Regions from separate parts of the Sus scrofa genome. Here all the other regions are linked to region 2. A link is a contact called in public Hi-C data. All regions are on one chromosome and are shown on one strand. Each heading gives the region's core, a stretch centred on a gene start, on an enhancer-like site or on the middle of the called end of the contact. The rest is flanking DNA. Distances are from core to core; before and after follow the strand shown.

Region 1 (4,919 bases), core at 699-3,198, 490 kb before region 2:
GCATCCCTGGTCTCTACCCACTGGATGCCAGTTTATATGCTCCACCTGTAGAGAAAAAAAACTTACTAAATTCTTAGAGTTCAAATCTCCATCCATTGGGTATAGATTATAAAAAGTTGCTTACTTTAGTCCTTAAACTTGGGAAAAAACAGGAGGGGGTTTATTCCACAATGTTACCCACACGTGTCTCCTCCCTAGAGCATCTTAGAGCAGCTGTTTAATAAATACGGAATAAAATTTGGAAAATTCCAGATAGTCATCTAATGTTTATCGTAGAAATGATGCACATGGCCTAAAAGTGGCTAGTTTGGGGGAGAAAGCAATATGTTCACTTTATGTGCGACTCCACCTTCTCGCTACTTCTCGGTATTCACTCAGCTTCCAGCTCTGCGTCAGTGACTGCCATTTTCATGAACCATTGGCGCCCTCTAGAGTTCCCCATGCGGTAAACCCAGAAATGCCGACAAATCTGTAACTAGAGAGAAGGCCTTGTAGAGGCCTCCTCTGTAGTGAAAACTGTCTGGGAGGGAAACCACCCCAGGACTGAGTCAGGTACCCAAGGGGCAGCCTCACAACTACAATCAAGCTTGGGTTTTCTCACTCCCAACAGGGGTTTATAAAAATAATGTATAGAAATAATAGCCATTTAGTGAACAGCAGCTCTGTATTTAATCCTTACCAAAAATCCCCACAGAGAACAGAACTGTAACCATTTACTGGTAAGAAAGCAGGTTAAAGGTCTTGCTCCAGCTGACACAGCTTGGTGTCAGAGTGAGAATTTGTACCCAGTTCTTATTTGCTTTGAAATCTAAACTTGTTTCGCTTCCTTCTCTGTCTCATGTCCTGTTGTAAAGGTCAGATCACATACTAGGGTGTAAATCACCATACGGATATAAGGGATGAGGATGAGAAATGCCCGCCCATCTTAATTATGAAAGTCCCATGTGTCCCTTGGGTCCTCTTTCCAGCCCACATCATCTTGTCTTTGAAGCAGTGGGTCTTCAGCTTGGGCAGGCATCACCTGGAGGGCTTGTTAAAACAGCCCGGGGCAGGCCTGAGAATTTGCATCTCTAACAAGCTCCCGGGTGATGCTGATGCTTCTGGGTGGAGACCATGCTTGGAGACCCACTGGTCCAAGCATCACCCAAGTACCGCACTCAAAATGAACAATTTCGGTTTCCATGTTTGACAGCACTTTGCTCCCCTATCCTGGCACTTCTTTGTGTTGTCTCGGTCACAATTAGTCGCTTCAGATCCCTCCCCAACAAGACCAAAAGTTCCTTGAACCGCAGTCAAGGAACCGCAATTTCCTCACGCCTGTATCCCCCCCCCCCCGCCCCCGCCTTCGCCCCAAGTGCCAAGCCCAGTGGATGTTAGGGCAACTGTTGAATACATGGGGAATGAAATTCTGGAAAGTGATCTGATAAATACATTCATTATATAAGTGATGCACATATTAGCCTTTCCAGAGATTTCCATGGTTCGTTTACGGACGGCAGTATCTTAAGCCCAAATGAATATGTTTCTAATGATGTCCATTTGGGCAATGCTGAGGGGATGTAGTTTGAGCAAACGCCTTCTGAACAGTTTGGCTTCTTCGGGTCTCCCTGCTCCTCCACCTCATCTGGATGGCTCTGCATAGCTGCTCAGCTTCCAGTGGCCGGAAGTTGCAAGTTAGGCACTAATCTGAACACGCCATCATGATTTTCTGGTCACAGAACATGAAACATTGCAAAGGAAGGCTCATTTAAGATGCAGGTGAACATGGTCCAAAGACAATGTAAACTCCTAGATGCGTGTGTCTTCCTTTTCGCGTTACCCCATCGGATAGGTTCCTGGAAAGTTCTTTCCGCCGCCGGCAGCCTGGCTGCTGAGTCTGGAGCCACAGCATGAGGTGGGTCCAGCGGGGACTGCGGGGGGCTTGCAACGCTTCCCCACGAGTCAATGCCAATCACTGCCGGCAGGGGGCAGCCACAGTCTACCAAAAGCGTTGGCTTTCCGCTTCGCTAGGCGCTAGGGTGTGGAATCTTTGTTTATTCTGAGAGCTGGCTTCTCACCTGCCTGTGGACACAAACCCTCCTCCAACCAGTACTACTACCATAGCCTCAGAGCAAGTGCGTGGAAAAAAAGCGAGTCGATAAAAGGCTGGATCTAGTGCAAATCAGAGAATGGGCTCGATCTCATACAAAGAGCAGTTTGGGGCGGCGGGGGGGGGGGGGGGTGACCTAAGCGTACACAGTTTGTCCAGCAGTTTCTAGGTTTAATCCATGTAGACATGAACCAGTAAACTCAAGTGAAAGTTTTTTATTGGCTCCTGGTGATGTCATACAAGGCTGGGAAAACTGGTTTGCTGGGTGTGGGGCTTTTTTTATTCCCTGAAACATCTTCTAGAAAATGCTCTAAGGCCTTTCACCTTCTGCCCAGCCAGGGCCTTTAGCTGTAACTGGATACTAAGCTTTTCCCAAACAGACTTTTGACACACAATAGAAACCCCCAGGAAAGCGGGAGTGCGGAAAATAAGCTCGGCAGCAGCCGGTCAAACCTAGATCAGCTGGGAGTTTCTGTGGGCAAATGCAAGGCCAGGGTCCCACCCAAGAGGGTCTGATGAACTGATCTGGACACAACGTGGGTGCTGGAGTTTTGAAAGCTCCCCAGGTGATTCCACCGTTCAGCCAAGACTGAGAACCATTGTTAGTTGTGAGCCTTTGTTCCTCTGTGAATTCCCACGCCCACCAACTAGTCTAGATGCCTTCTGCCTTGAGCACCAGTTTGAAACATAACCCCTGGAGTTCCCTGGTGGCCTAGTGGTGAAGGATCTGGTGGTGTCACTGCTGTGCCACGGGTTTGATCCCTGGTCCGGGAACTTCTGCATGCCGCGCGGCAGCCAAAAAATAAAATAAAACCCCCCGTTAGCATAGGGTCAGAGGAATGGAAACCTGATCAAAATGGAGCAGAGTCCATTTTTTTTCTCTCTCGAATCGCCTCCATTAACTGCTCCCATAGGATGCCAGCCTGCTGTTTACTTTCTCCATCTCTGAATGGAGTGCTTGTACTTGCTGACCTTCACATACCTCCAGGTTGTCTAAAAGGAAGCCATGGGGCACTTTGACTTTTGAGTGACCTGGCAATTTGTTTGCATCAAATCCCTTTGAACCTTTGCATTGGATGATGAGGTCACTGTTTCCATATGTTGCCTAAACCCTGGAGTAGAAGGCTCCAGGCACAATTGAGGTCAAGTCGGCTTGAAGGTTAATACACAGGGGCCACCAATGGAGGCAGTGACCTGGGTGAGTCCCAGGAAACCTCATTCTCATGGCCCAAAAAATGGCCATCTGCCCCATGAAGCCTCTGGGACAGTTAGACTAACCATCCTAACAGGATGAGTTAGGGGGGTGTATAGTGTGGTTGTGGGGGTGTGGTGGAGGGACTAGAGCTTTGGAGTGTATGACAAGCTGGCACCGGCCCCCTCTTACCAGCCAACGTGCACTGATGCAGGTTTCTCACTGGCTTGGAGCTTCCCCCTGCTCATCTGTACTCCGAAGAAACAATAACCATGTCAGCTGGTATGTCAAATAATGGGATAAAGCTGTGATGTGCTGGGAATGCTTAACAGCTGGTTGGGGGCAGGGAGAGGGGCGGGCAGCACCCTGATATGTAGTGTTTGCCCATTTCCATGGTATAAATGCTCCCACCATGGTTGATTTCAAGACACCAGTGTGACATCACTGCATGTGGAATTGGGAAGAAATGTGGCAGAATCTCACAAGAGATTTTATCCTTGTCATCCCTTGCCCCCAAAGGAGCATACATGCTGACATACGGTTTTACCATTTTTAAAGCACTTTCACTTACACTATCTCATTTAATTCTCAGGGCAACATCGCCAGATGGGCAGGGCGAGCGTTATTTCTCTGTTTAATAGATGGGAGGCCTCAGGCTCAGAGGGTCCAGAACAAACTGCTCAAGGCCACACAATAAGTAATCTGTAAAATGGGTGCGGTAGGCGGAATAATGGCCCCCAAAGATGCTCGCATCCTCCTCCCTGGAACCTATGATATGGAGGTTACACAGCCAAAGGGAATTCAGGCTGTGGCCAGAATGAAGTCTGCTAGTCAGCTGAAAATAGAGAGTCCTGAATTATTCAGGTGGGGTGAAAGTAACCCCAGAGGTCCTTACAAGTGGAAGAGGGAGAGAGAACCAGAGAGAACGTGACTACAGGGGAAGGATCAGAGAGATGCAATGTGGCTGGCTTTGCAAATGGAGAAAGGGGTCAGAAGGCAAGGAATGTGGACAGTTTCTAGAAGCTGTAAAAGGCAAGAAAGTGCATTCTTCCCTAGAGACTCCAGCAAGGGACCCAGCTCTCCAGCACCTTGATTTGGGTCCTGTGAAACCCTCGAGAGACCTCTGCCTCCAGGGTTGTGCAGTAATACATGTGTGTCGTTCAAGCTCTCAATTTGTGGTCATCGGTTCCAGCGGCCACAGGAAAGGTATACAGTGGACTGGCGATTGGGCCTCTTCCTCCTCCCTCAAGTCGCAGCTTAAATTCTGCCTCCTGGGGGGAGTCTCCCCGCCCTCCTTTCTAGACCTTTGCTTTCACCCCTGAGTTCCCACACCTGGCTTTTAGCATTCGCCATATGGTTGGAATTCATCCATGTCAGCCTTCTCCCTAATCCCTAAAGGAAAGACAGACTGCTCCTCCCTTTTGCATCACTTTCTGCCAGTGTGGTTCCTTCTCCAAGACCAAAGCATAATAACTAGATTCAGAACGTGTGAATGCTGGACTCTGAACGCAGCAAGAGTACTGCCCTCCCCAGCGCTGGGAATCATGGCACTGAGCCCTCAATGCTGCAGGACAGTAAATAGCCTCTCTTGGTAGCGCCTGGAGCTGCCCGCCCCACTTCCTGCAGTGCATTCTGGGA
Region 2 (4,993 bases), core at 1,710-4,209:
CTGGAATCTTGCAAATCGGGATCATTAATTGCCAAGCTGACTCAGGGGCCTGAGAGATCACAAGGCTGGGGCGCTCCCCATAAGCACTAAAGCTTTTGCTTAAATCCTCTAGGACTCCACGTGGAAATCCATAATGGGGTCTTCAGAGTGGTGTGGTCCATTGTATGCCTGTGTGCTTGGGAATCCCTAGTGAGCGGATTAGGAGCCACAATGGGGCACCTCCCATGAATGGAGACACTCCTGCTTAAAAATTAATAGGCTTGGTAATTCGGAGAGAACAGAGTGCTGCAGTGCTGACCTCAAAGGTCCATAATGAAGCAGAAACAACCATACCTCCAGCCCCTTTAGTCTTTATATTGATGCAGGAAAGTCACACAAGGTGCATGGAGTGCAACACATTTCTTTACTCAGCCATTCACTCAGTGTGTGTGTGTGTGTGTGCGCGCGCATGTGCTAGAGAAAACAAATAATGGCCAACAGTAAATATCTATTACGTGTTATGTAGAAATAGCTGTTTGTGAAGTGAGATGAGGAAACGACAGCAGGGTAAGGAGGGCAGGTTGTGCTGGGCAGGCCCGGGGAGCGGGGAGGGGGAGGTTCCCATAGGCATCATGGGGAGGAGTTGCTCTCTTATACAGGGATGTCAAGCGGACTCTCAGATACAGGGAACTTTGAGCAGAGCCCTGAAGGCAGTGAGGGGTGAGCTCTATGGCTTTATGAAGGGACAGTGTTTCTGGCAGAAGGGACAGCAATACACAGCCAGTGGAGGGCTCAGGAAGGTCTGGGGGCTAGAATGACACAAGCTGACCTGGGTTCTTTATGGAAGGAGTTCTCTGGCTCTGCAAACACTGCACTGAGGAGCAGAAGAAGAAGTAGGGAGACCAGTGAGGAGACAAGAGTCTAGGCTAATAAGATGTGACTTAGCTGTTTGTTTAAGGGGAAGTGATCAACTCAAGATAGAGCCGTATTTTCAAGGTCAAGTGAGCAGAATTTGCTCGTGATCTGGATATAGGATGAGCGAGAATGAGTCAAAGATAAATCCCATGCTTTTCGTGTGAACTGCTGGAAGAATGAAGCTTCCGTTTGCTGACACGTAGAAACCTGAGGGGGCTAAACATGTGAAAGGTGGGGTAGAAAACACGGGTTTGATCTGGCGTGTTCTAAATTTGGAGTGCCTATTAGATACCCATGGGGCAATGTCAAGTAGGCCACTGGAGATCAGAGTCCAGAAGGGAGGTCTGAGTTGGAGACATAGTACTTGTTGGTGTCAACTCCATGCTTTCTGAAACTCCGTGTGTTCTAAGCCCCAGTGGTAAATGACATAGTCCAGCCAAAAAGCTCTAGATTTACAATAGATTTTTCTAGCCTGAGACAATGTATAAACAAGTAAAACATAAAACCATGATGGGTTTAAGTACAACTCATCTTCAAATGAAATCTGTGGATGTGTTTTTGCAGCCAGGACAAGTATATTCCAAAAATATTCCAAGGATCAAATTAAGACACCCAGTCAGCTAGATCCAGTAATAACTAGTCCCCCTCCCTCCATATCTCCATGTCTTTGTGTAAGAAACAAATCAGTGAAATTGAACTTCATCAGAATTTAAATCTTTTGTTCATCAAAGGACATTATCAAGAAAATGAAAAGACGACCTATAGAAAAATAAAATATTTGCACATCACATATCTGATAAGGGGCTGATGTCCAGAATATATAAAGAGCTCTTAAAATGCAACAACCAAAAAAAAACCCCAGTTTTTTAAAATGAGCAAAGAACGTGGATAGACATTTTTCCTAAGAAGATATACAAATAGCCAACAAGTACCTGGAAAGATGCTTGACATCAATATTCATTAGGGAAATGCACTTCAAAACCATATTGAGATAGCACTTTAAACATACAAGGATGGCTATAATCAAAAGAGTGGAAGATAGAGGGTAGTAAGGATAAGGAGAAATTGAAACCATTGTGCATTACTGGTAGGAATGTAAAATGGTACAGCCAGTGTGGAAAACAATTTGGCAGGTCCTCTCGAAGTTAGAGAATTGCCATAAGACCCAATGGTTCCACTCCTAGATCTATACTCAGGAAGACGGAAACAGAGACCTAAACAAACACTTGTGCACCATTGTTTACAGCAGCACTAGTAACAATATCCAAAAGATAGAAACAGCCCAGATATCCATCAGCAGGTGAACGGAGAAACAAAATGTTGTGTATACATATGATGAATATTAGGAAGCCATAAAAAGATATGAAATGCTCATATGAGTCACATAATGGATGAACCTTGAAAACATGATGCTAAGTGGAAGAAGGCAGACACAAAAGACTGTACAGTATGTGATTCTATTTATATGCAATATCCAGAATAATAAATCCATAAAGGAAGAAAGTAGCATGTTGGTTGCTCAGGGCTGAGGGGAGAGGAAGAAATAGAGAATGACGGTTTTATGGCTACAGGGGCTTCTTTGGGGATGATGAAAATATTCTGGAACTAGACCAAGGTGGTGGTTACACAACATGGCAGAGGGACCGAAGGCCACTGAGCTGTTCCCTTTAGAGTGGTTGGTTTCACATTACATGAATTTCATCTGAATTTTTTTAAAAACTAAAAATTAGGATTGGCAGCAGAAAAAGGCTTGAAGGGCAAATGTCAGAGGCAGACCCTGCCTTTGCAGCAGGAAGCCATTCTTCCATAAATCTTCATAAATAAGCCCTGGGGTCTCCAGTACAGACACAGTTATCACCACCATCTCCTTTAGGCCACAAGAGCCAACACTTCTCTAAAAAAAGCAAGCATCACAAGTTGGTTGTTTCCCTGATTTATATCTGTTGCATTTCTGTTTTCTCTCGCTTACCATGGCCGAAGTGTTTGGAAAATAACTTGTACCCAACTAAGCGGAATAGCCTGATGCCTTGTTTACCGAAAAGGAAAATGAAAGAGACAGAAAGGCAGGACTGAGCACACTGTGCCTTTGAAAGCACAGACTGTACAGGGAGGAACGTGCTGCTATTTCCAGTCTTGTGTGGGTGTGTGGATAACAGGCCTCTGGAAACAGCTGTTTAACAACAGAATGGGGGAGTCTCCTGGGACTCACAGACCCACCCTCTCCAGTGAACCGAAGGAAAGTTCCGAGAGCTTGGGGCGTTCAGTGCATTGAAGCCATTCGAAATGGGGATTCAACGCTGGGGTTTGATTGCGCTGTCGTGTTTAGCTAGGCTTTGTTCCCTCTGTTCAAAAGAATGACTCCAGGAAACTGAAAAGCCAAACCAGAAACAGACAGGGTGTACTTTCCAGAAGAATAAGTGTCCTCAAAGCCACTTCTGCAGGGATCCAGCCTCCCTCTGGGGGTCTGACAATCTGCCCACTTGTGGAAGGAAACTGACTTGAATTGGAAGAGCAGTTGACCCCTGAGCAAACTTTTGTTTTAGGATCCAGCATTAAACACAAACTCTTTGTGAGGATGAGGAATAGAACATGATTTGAAGACCGAACTTGCTCTCATTTTTGTTTGAATGAATCATAAGACCCACCTTCAAAGCATGTCCCCATGCACTGAAAAGTGAAACCACCCCATTTCCATGCAGCTACAGAGAACACACCATAAATAGGACCAGAAGTGGTGGTTTGTTAAAAGCTGGGTAAAAGCTGATTTTTGTTTTGCCTATAAAACCTTGTGTCTTGGAGTTCCCGTCGTGGCGCAGTGGTTAACGAATCCAACTAGGAACCATGAGGTTGCGGGTTCGGTCCCTGGCCTTGCTCAGTGGGTTAACAATCCGGCGTTGCCGTGACCTGTGGTGTAGGTTGCAGATGCGGCTCGGATCCCGTGTTGCTGTGGCTCTGGCATAGGCCAGTAGCTACAGCTCCGATTCGACCCCTAGCCTGGGAACCTCCATATGCTGCAGGAGCGGCCCAAGAAATAGCAAAAAAGAAAAAAAAAAAAAAACTTGTGTCTTAAACCTAATGGGAGTAAGGATAAAGTCTTATAACTGAAAGACTAATTCCTTGAAGAGTGTATCTTTAGCCAAACTCTGGTCATCAGCTTGGGCATCTATTCATTCCATCATTCATTTATTCAGCAAGTGCATATTTATTGCCTGTAGTGTGCTAGGCATCATGTTAGGTGTGGGGATACAGTGATAAGCAAAGCAGATAAGGTCTCTGCCTCAGGGAGCAGGTGACCCAAAGAGGAGTAGAGAGAACTATTGATCCAGCTAGGGACTGAGGCAGGGGGCTGTTTTTCTATCATGCAAGTTCAATCCTTATTCTCTGTTTCTAAAATTAAACGCTGTGATGAAATACAGGGTCACCCTCCATTCCCTAGAGACATGGGCCCTCGAAAACATCAGAAGAAAATAGTCTCATTTTCCATTTCCCAAGGTCAGGATGATTCAGAGCTAAACAATGGCAGTGGTCCAGGCTGGGCTGGAATTCATGCCTGCAGGTCCTTCCCTCATTTCTCAGGTTCTCAACCCTGGATGGCCGGTGAGCATCCACTAGACCAACACACATGACGTCTCCAAAACAAACAATAACTTACAGTTAAATTTCCTGAGAAAACTCACAGCGCATTCCCCAGAAACTGTGAGGTCTTCAGAGAACTAGCCCCACTGAGAGAGGCGCCCAGTTTATGTAACCAAAGTACATGCAGTGTGCACAATCAAACAGGAGTCCTGGGCTCCCCGGTAAAATCTAGTTTCTGGATCTTGTTCTAGCCTTTCCCAGTAAGAAGAGGTAGTAGCATGGGCTTCGCATTTGCACAACTAAGAGACGGTGGTCATAGTTTTCTCAAAGCCAAGGGACAGTTGACCTCAAATGCAAAACCACATCTCCACCTTTTGAGAAGCAAAGTTCAATCCACAGTATTTAGCCAGCTATTCTTCCAGCATCTGGTCTTCAGGGTACCCCCAACGCTTTAGATAAAATCCATTCCTAACCCTGATGGCTGCGTTACACTTGCTTACAAAATTTGCGGCTGGCACAAAGC
Region 3 (4,556 bases), core at 802-3,301, 260 kb before region 2:
TTGCAGATCTGGGGACATCCCTAGAGCTTTTCTCTCCTGTTTGGGTTTTTTTTTTTTTTTTTTTTGTCTTTTTAGGGCTGTACCTGCAGCATATGGAGGTTCCCAGGCTAGGGGTTGAAACGGAGCTACAGCTGCCAGTCTACACCACGGCCACAGCAGTGCGAAATTCAAGCCATGTCTGTGACCTACACCACAGCTCACGGCAACGCCGGATCCTCAGCCCACTGAGCGAGGCCAGGGATTGAACCTGCAACCTCATGGTTCCTAGTGAGAATCTTTTTCGCTGTGCCACAACAGGGAATTCCCTGTTTCTGTTCGAACACCATCCTATGCGCAGCCTCCCAGGAAATTCAAACTAAATTTCCTGGTAATAAAAGAAACCAAGTCAATGAAGGCTCTTAAAAATTGCCAGTTATTGGGCAACTCCTGTAACTTTTACTCTCCATAAAAGTTATAGCCCTGTAGGTCTGAGATAAAAACTGAAATTTACCAGAAGCTCTGAGAGTTGAAAATATGTTTACTGGACTTTCTGAGATCTTTCATATGAAGCCCATGAATGTCTATCATTTTTCTTTCCTGGGGACTTTTGGATAACATGAAAGAGTTCAATGGGAAAAAATGTTCATCTTCTGAAAAAAGCTAATAACTAAGATTTGCTGTTTCTTTTTTTTTTTTTTTTTTTTCCCACTGTACAGCAAGGGGGTCAGGTTATCCTTACAGATTTGCTGTTTCTTAATGAGAGGCCAACAGGAGTTCGGCTAACTTGAGAAGGCTACTTCTTCATCTGCTTGATGGTCCTTATTCAGTGTATCCTATTCTTCGTAGTTTTCAGGATTCCTGGGTCTATCTCTGGCCTTTACTGATGGCCCAGTGTAGTTCTTCCTTTCAGAATTTGTGTGGACAGTTTCTCCTCCCTGTGAATCTGTTACTGCCCAAACCACCCCCTTTCAGCCATCAGAGCTGTGCCACATACCAGGATCCTGGGGAGAGATGTATGCCCCGAGTTAAGAAATGTTATTTCCTTGGTTGTCACCGTAAACTTTCTAGACTTTCCAGTAATTCATCAGTAATTTATGGCTCTCGGTTCCCAAAGTCCGTTTTGCTGGTGAATTCTTGGTATTTCTTTGAATCATTCACTTTCACTCATCCTCCCTTCAGGCTCATTTCAACATTCAGAGGGGGGATCAGACCCATCTTGCAGCTATCTGAAGTTGTCAGTCTAATTCCATCCCGAAACTGAATTAGCTACCGTAATTGTCCCGAGGGCAGCTTCAGTTTGCTTTGGATCAGTTAAAGGAGTCTCACATCTAGAATCTTTTTTTTTTTTTTTTTGGTCTTTTGGCACCAAAGACATGTGGCATATGGAAGTTGCCAGGCTAGGGGTCCAATCAGAGCTGTAGCCACCGGCCAACACCACAGCAGGATCCGAGCCACATCTGTGACCTACACCACAGCCACAGCAACGCCGGATCCTTAACCCACTGAGAGAGGCCAGGGATGGAACCCGCAACCTCACGGTTCCTAGTTGGATTCATTAACCCCTGCACCACGGCGGGAACTCTGAGGTGGGATTTCTTTAATTTGGTCATTCACGTGGATTTTCTAAAAGACCTTAAATACCACCAGAACCAAAAGCCGCATGTTCCAGGAGAATAAATACACACACACACACACACACACACACACACACACACACACACACAGAGTCACAGTCACACTCACACACAAATAAGTCCCAGGACAGTATCCCTGCATGAGAAAGGGATTACGTTAGTGAAACACTAAACCAAACATCGCTGTCCATTTGCTCATTCTTCTTAGGATTAAACTGAAAGCTGTTTATCTGCTCTTAGTTGCACGGGGACATGTCTTGGCTTTCCTATCGAAATAAATTCTTGGCACAGTTTCATTGTTAGGGATACAGGAGCCAAGACCAAAAAAAAAAAAGTTCTTAAGAAGTATACAAAAATTATGGTCCTCAGATCTTTATCTATCCTGATGTTTTGAAAACTTGCTTTAAGAGAAATGACATAGGCCTGCGGTAGAAGGACAGGAAGGAAGGGGAGGCTGCGAGAACAGCCAGGAAGCTGGAACTAGCAGCTGTTCTGTTTTTCAGAGCAGGGGGAATAAAATTAGACAAGAGTTACAAATACACAAGTCTAAAGTAATAGCACGTCTCAGCGGGTCAGGGTGGTGGCCAGTCCATTTGCTTGTGGGTAAAGGACAATGGACATTAGTTCATGCAAAGTTCATAAAGACAGAGTTCCCTGGTGGCACAGCAGGTTAAGGACCCAGCATTGTCAGTGCTGTGGCTCTGGTCACTGCTGTGGCATGGGGTTTGATCCCTGGCCCAGAAACTTCCACGTGCCATGGGCGCAGCCAAAAAATAAATAAAAAGTTTAGAAAGAGGACTAGAGGGAACGTGGTGTGATCTCTCACACAGTCTTCCTGCTGCAGGTGTGTGGAAAGCCTGCTGAGGTTCGGCCCACCTCCATCTCAGTTGATTTCCCCTCAACTTAAGGGACCAAATACCATTTCTTTTCATGTCTGCTTTGCAACGTGAAACCAAGTCTGTAAACCAACTAATGGAAAAAATAAAAATCATTAAAAAAAAATTAAAGCAAAAAAATGAAACCTGATGACAACAGCTCCGAATCATAGGCCACAGGACAACTTTTCATGCCTGAGTGACACTCCCACCTGGGCTAATCTTTATGCAAAAGTGTTCTTTTATGCCTTCGTCCTTGGCTTTTGCTCCAAACCCAACCAGCATAAACTACACAACACGGCTCTCTGTTTTTACTTCGCTTTTTAAAATCAGGGTAAAAGAAACAGTCATCGGAGACATTTGTTTATTCAGTGTAGACTTCACAAGTGTGTGTGCCCTTGTGGGTTCGCTTGATCTCCCTCCCCCGCACCCCCTACCCCCGGGCCAGTTGTTGCCCAAATTGCAGTGCGAAGAGTAGGCCTTAATGGGGAAAAATTACTACTAAAGAGTCCTTGGGTAAATTCTTTTTCACAACCCAATGGGTAAAATGCTTGGTCTGCATTAAAATCACTTAAGTCACTTAACGAAATTATTGAGACCATGATATATACACTAGACACCATTCTAGGCACTGTGTACAAGTCAGGAAATGAAATAGACCTAAACCCCGCCCTCGTGAAACTTACATTCTAGTAGCGATGCAGGAAAAAAAAGGAAAGACGGGAAAAGGGTAGAGAAGGACAGGGGTCCTGATGATCACGCAATTTTATTGAGGTCAATCCATGGAGGTGATGTTTGCAGAGATGTTTGAGCAAAGAGTGGAGGAAGGGATCTCAGCAGATGTTGGGGGGAGAGCATTCTTGGAAGGTGAAGTAGCAGGTGCCAAGGCCATGGAGCGAAAGCCTGCCCTGGCACGATGGCAGAGCTGCATGGATGCCAGGCCCACTGCAGGGAGTCAGTGGGAGGGTGGGGGGTGGCGAAGCATAGTTTGGAATAAGAATTAAAATTTCAAAGAGGTCCCGTTGTGGCACAGTCATTAATGAATCCAACTAGGAACCATGAGGTTGCGGGTTCGATCCCTGGCCTTGCTCAGTGGGTTAAGGATCCGGCGTTGCCGTGAGCTGGGGTGTAGGTCTCAGATGCGGCTTAGATCCCGCGTTGCTGTGGCTCTGGCGTGGGCTGGTGGCTGCAGTTCCGATTGGACCCCTAGCCTGGGAAGCTCCATATGCCGTGGGAGCGGCCTTAGAAAAGGCAAAAAGACAAAAAAAAAAAAAAAAAAAAAAAAAGAAAGAATCAAAATTTCAAAACACAGTGTTCTTTCTCTCCTTGATTCTTACCAAAATTATGTTTCTGATTTTTCCTTCTTCATCTTGACAAGATAAATGATTCGAGGGGCCAGGTGTCTTATTACTAGAAATGTTAAAAAATAATAATAATTAGGCTATGTTACCAGATTTACTTTTTTTTGGCCACGCCCATGGCATTCAAGTTCCCAGGCCAGGGATCAAACCCTTGCCACAGCAGTGACCAAAGCTGCTGCAGTGGCAACGCTGGATCCTTAACCTGATGTAGCAACGCTAGATCTTTAACCTGCTGTGCCAGCAGGTTAAAAATCTGACTAGTATCCATGAGGACGCAGGTTCGATCCCTGGCCTCACTCAGTGGGCTAAAGATCCGGCAGTGCTGCAAGCCCTGCTATAGGTCACAGATGCAACTCAGATCGGGTGTTGCTATGGCTGTTGGGATAGTCTGGCAGCTGCAGCTCTGATTTGATCCCTGGCCTGGTAATTTCCATATACCGCAGGTGCAGCCATAAAAAGGAAAATAAAAAAAAAAAAGAACTCCCAGATTTACTTTTAGTTATTACATTGATTATCATCACAGTCATGGTCAACACAGTTTACATCATCTCATTTGACCTTGGGGTTAATGCCCAGAGAGGTGTTATTTTGCCCATTTTGCAAATGAGGACATTTTCAGATGCAGTATGACTTGCCTAAAATTGCTCAGCTAATAATCGCCAATGGATGATGAACTAGAATCCTAGGATTACTTTTGCTGAATCAGT

The links. A called contact is a pair of places that touch in the nucleus more often than the background predicts.
Region 1: a contact with region 2 is called in a Hi-C map of mesenteric adipose tissue, with 2.3 times the contacts expected there. The contact joins two enhancer-like sites. A contact is called at or near these places in 31 of 47 Hi-C or Micro-C datasets (adipose tissue, alveolar macrophages, blood and 17 more) and 2 of 2 datasets of contacts at active chromatin or transcription factors (alveolar macrophages and skeletal muscle).
Region 3: a Hi-C map of subcutaneous adipose tissue shows a contact between it and region 2, with 2.5 times the contacts expected there. The contact joins two enhancer-like sites. A contact is called at or near these places in 8 of 47 Hi-C or Micro-C datasets (adipose tissue, embryonic fibroblasts, heart right ventricle and 5 more) and 1 of 2 datasets of contacts at active chromatin or transcription factors (skeletal muscle).

Annotation. Positions count from the first base shown.
Region 1 is chrX:9,624,558-9,629,476 of Sscrofa11.1, forward strand. No RefSeq gene overlaps it. Among named protein-coding and RNA genes, the nearest start is that of TMSB4X, 24 kb to the right of the region's middle. Within about 2 kb of position 1,949, at least 27 of the 83 cell types and tissues checked have an H3K27ac peak or open chromatin away from gene starts, as enhancers often do. A contact at or near this core is called in adipose tissue, mesenteric adipose tissue, omental adipose tissue and 1 more, where this site is marked.
Region 2 is chrX:10,117,187-10,122,179 of Sscrofa11.1, forward strand. No RefSeq gene overlaps it. Among named protein-coding and RNA genes, the nearest start is that of EGFL6, 98 kb to the right of the region's middle. Within about 2 kb of position 2,960, at least 36 of the 83 cell types and tissues checked have an H3K27ac peak or open chromatin away from gene starts, as enhancers often do. A contact at or near this core is called in adipose tissue, mesenteric adipose tissue, omental adipose tissue and 3 more, where this site is marked.
Region 3 is chrX:9,861,485-9,866,040 of Sscrofa11.1, forward strand. The region is part of intron 2 of LOC110257721 (a long non-coding RNA gene); the gene reads left to right. Among named protein-coding and RNA genes, the nearest start is that of TMSB4X, 210 kb to the left of the region's middle. Within about 2 kb of position 2,052, at least 25 of the 83 cell types and tissues checked have an H3K27ac peak or open chromatin away from gene starts, as enhancers often do. A contact at or near this core is called in adipose tissue, omental adipose tissue, retroperitoneal adipose tissue and 2 more, where this site is marked.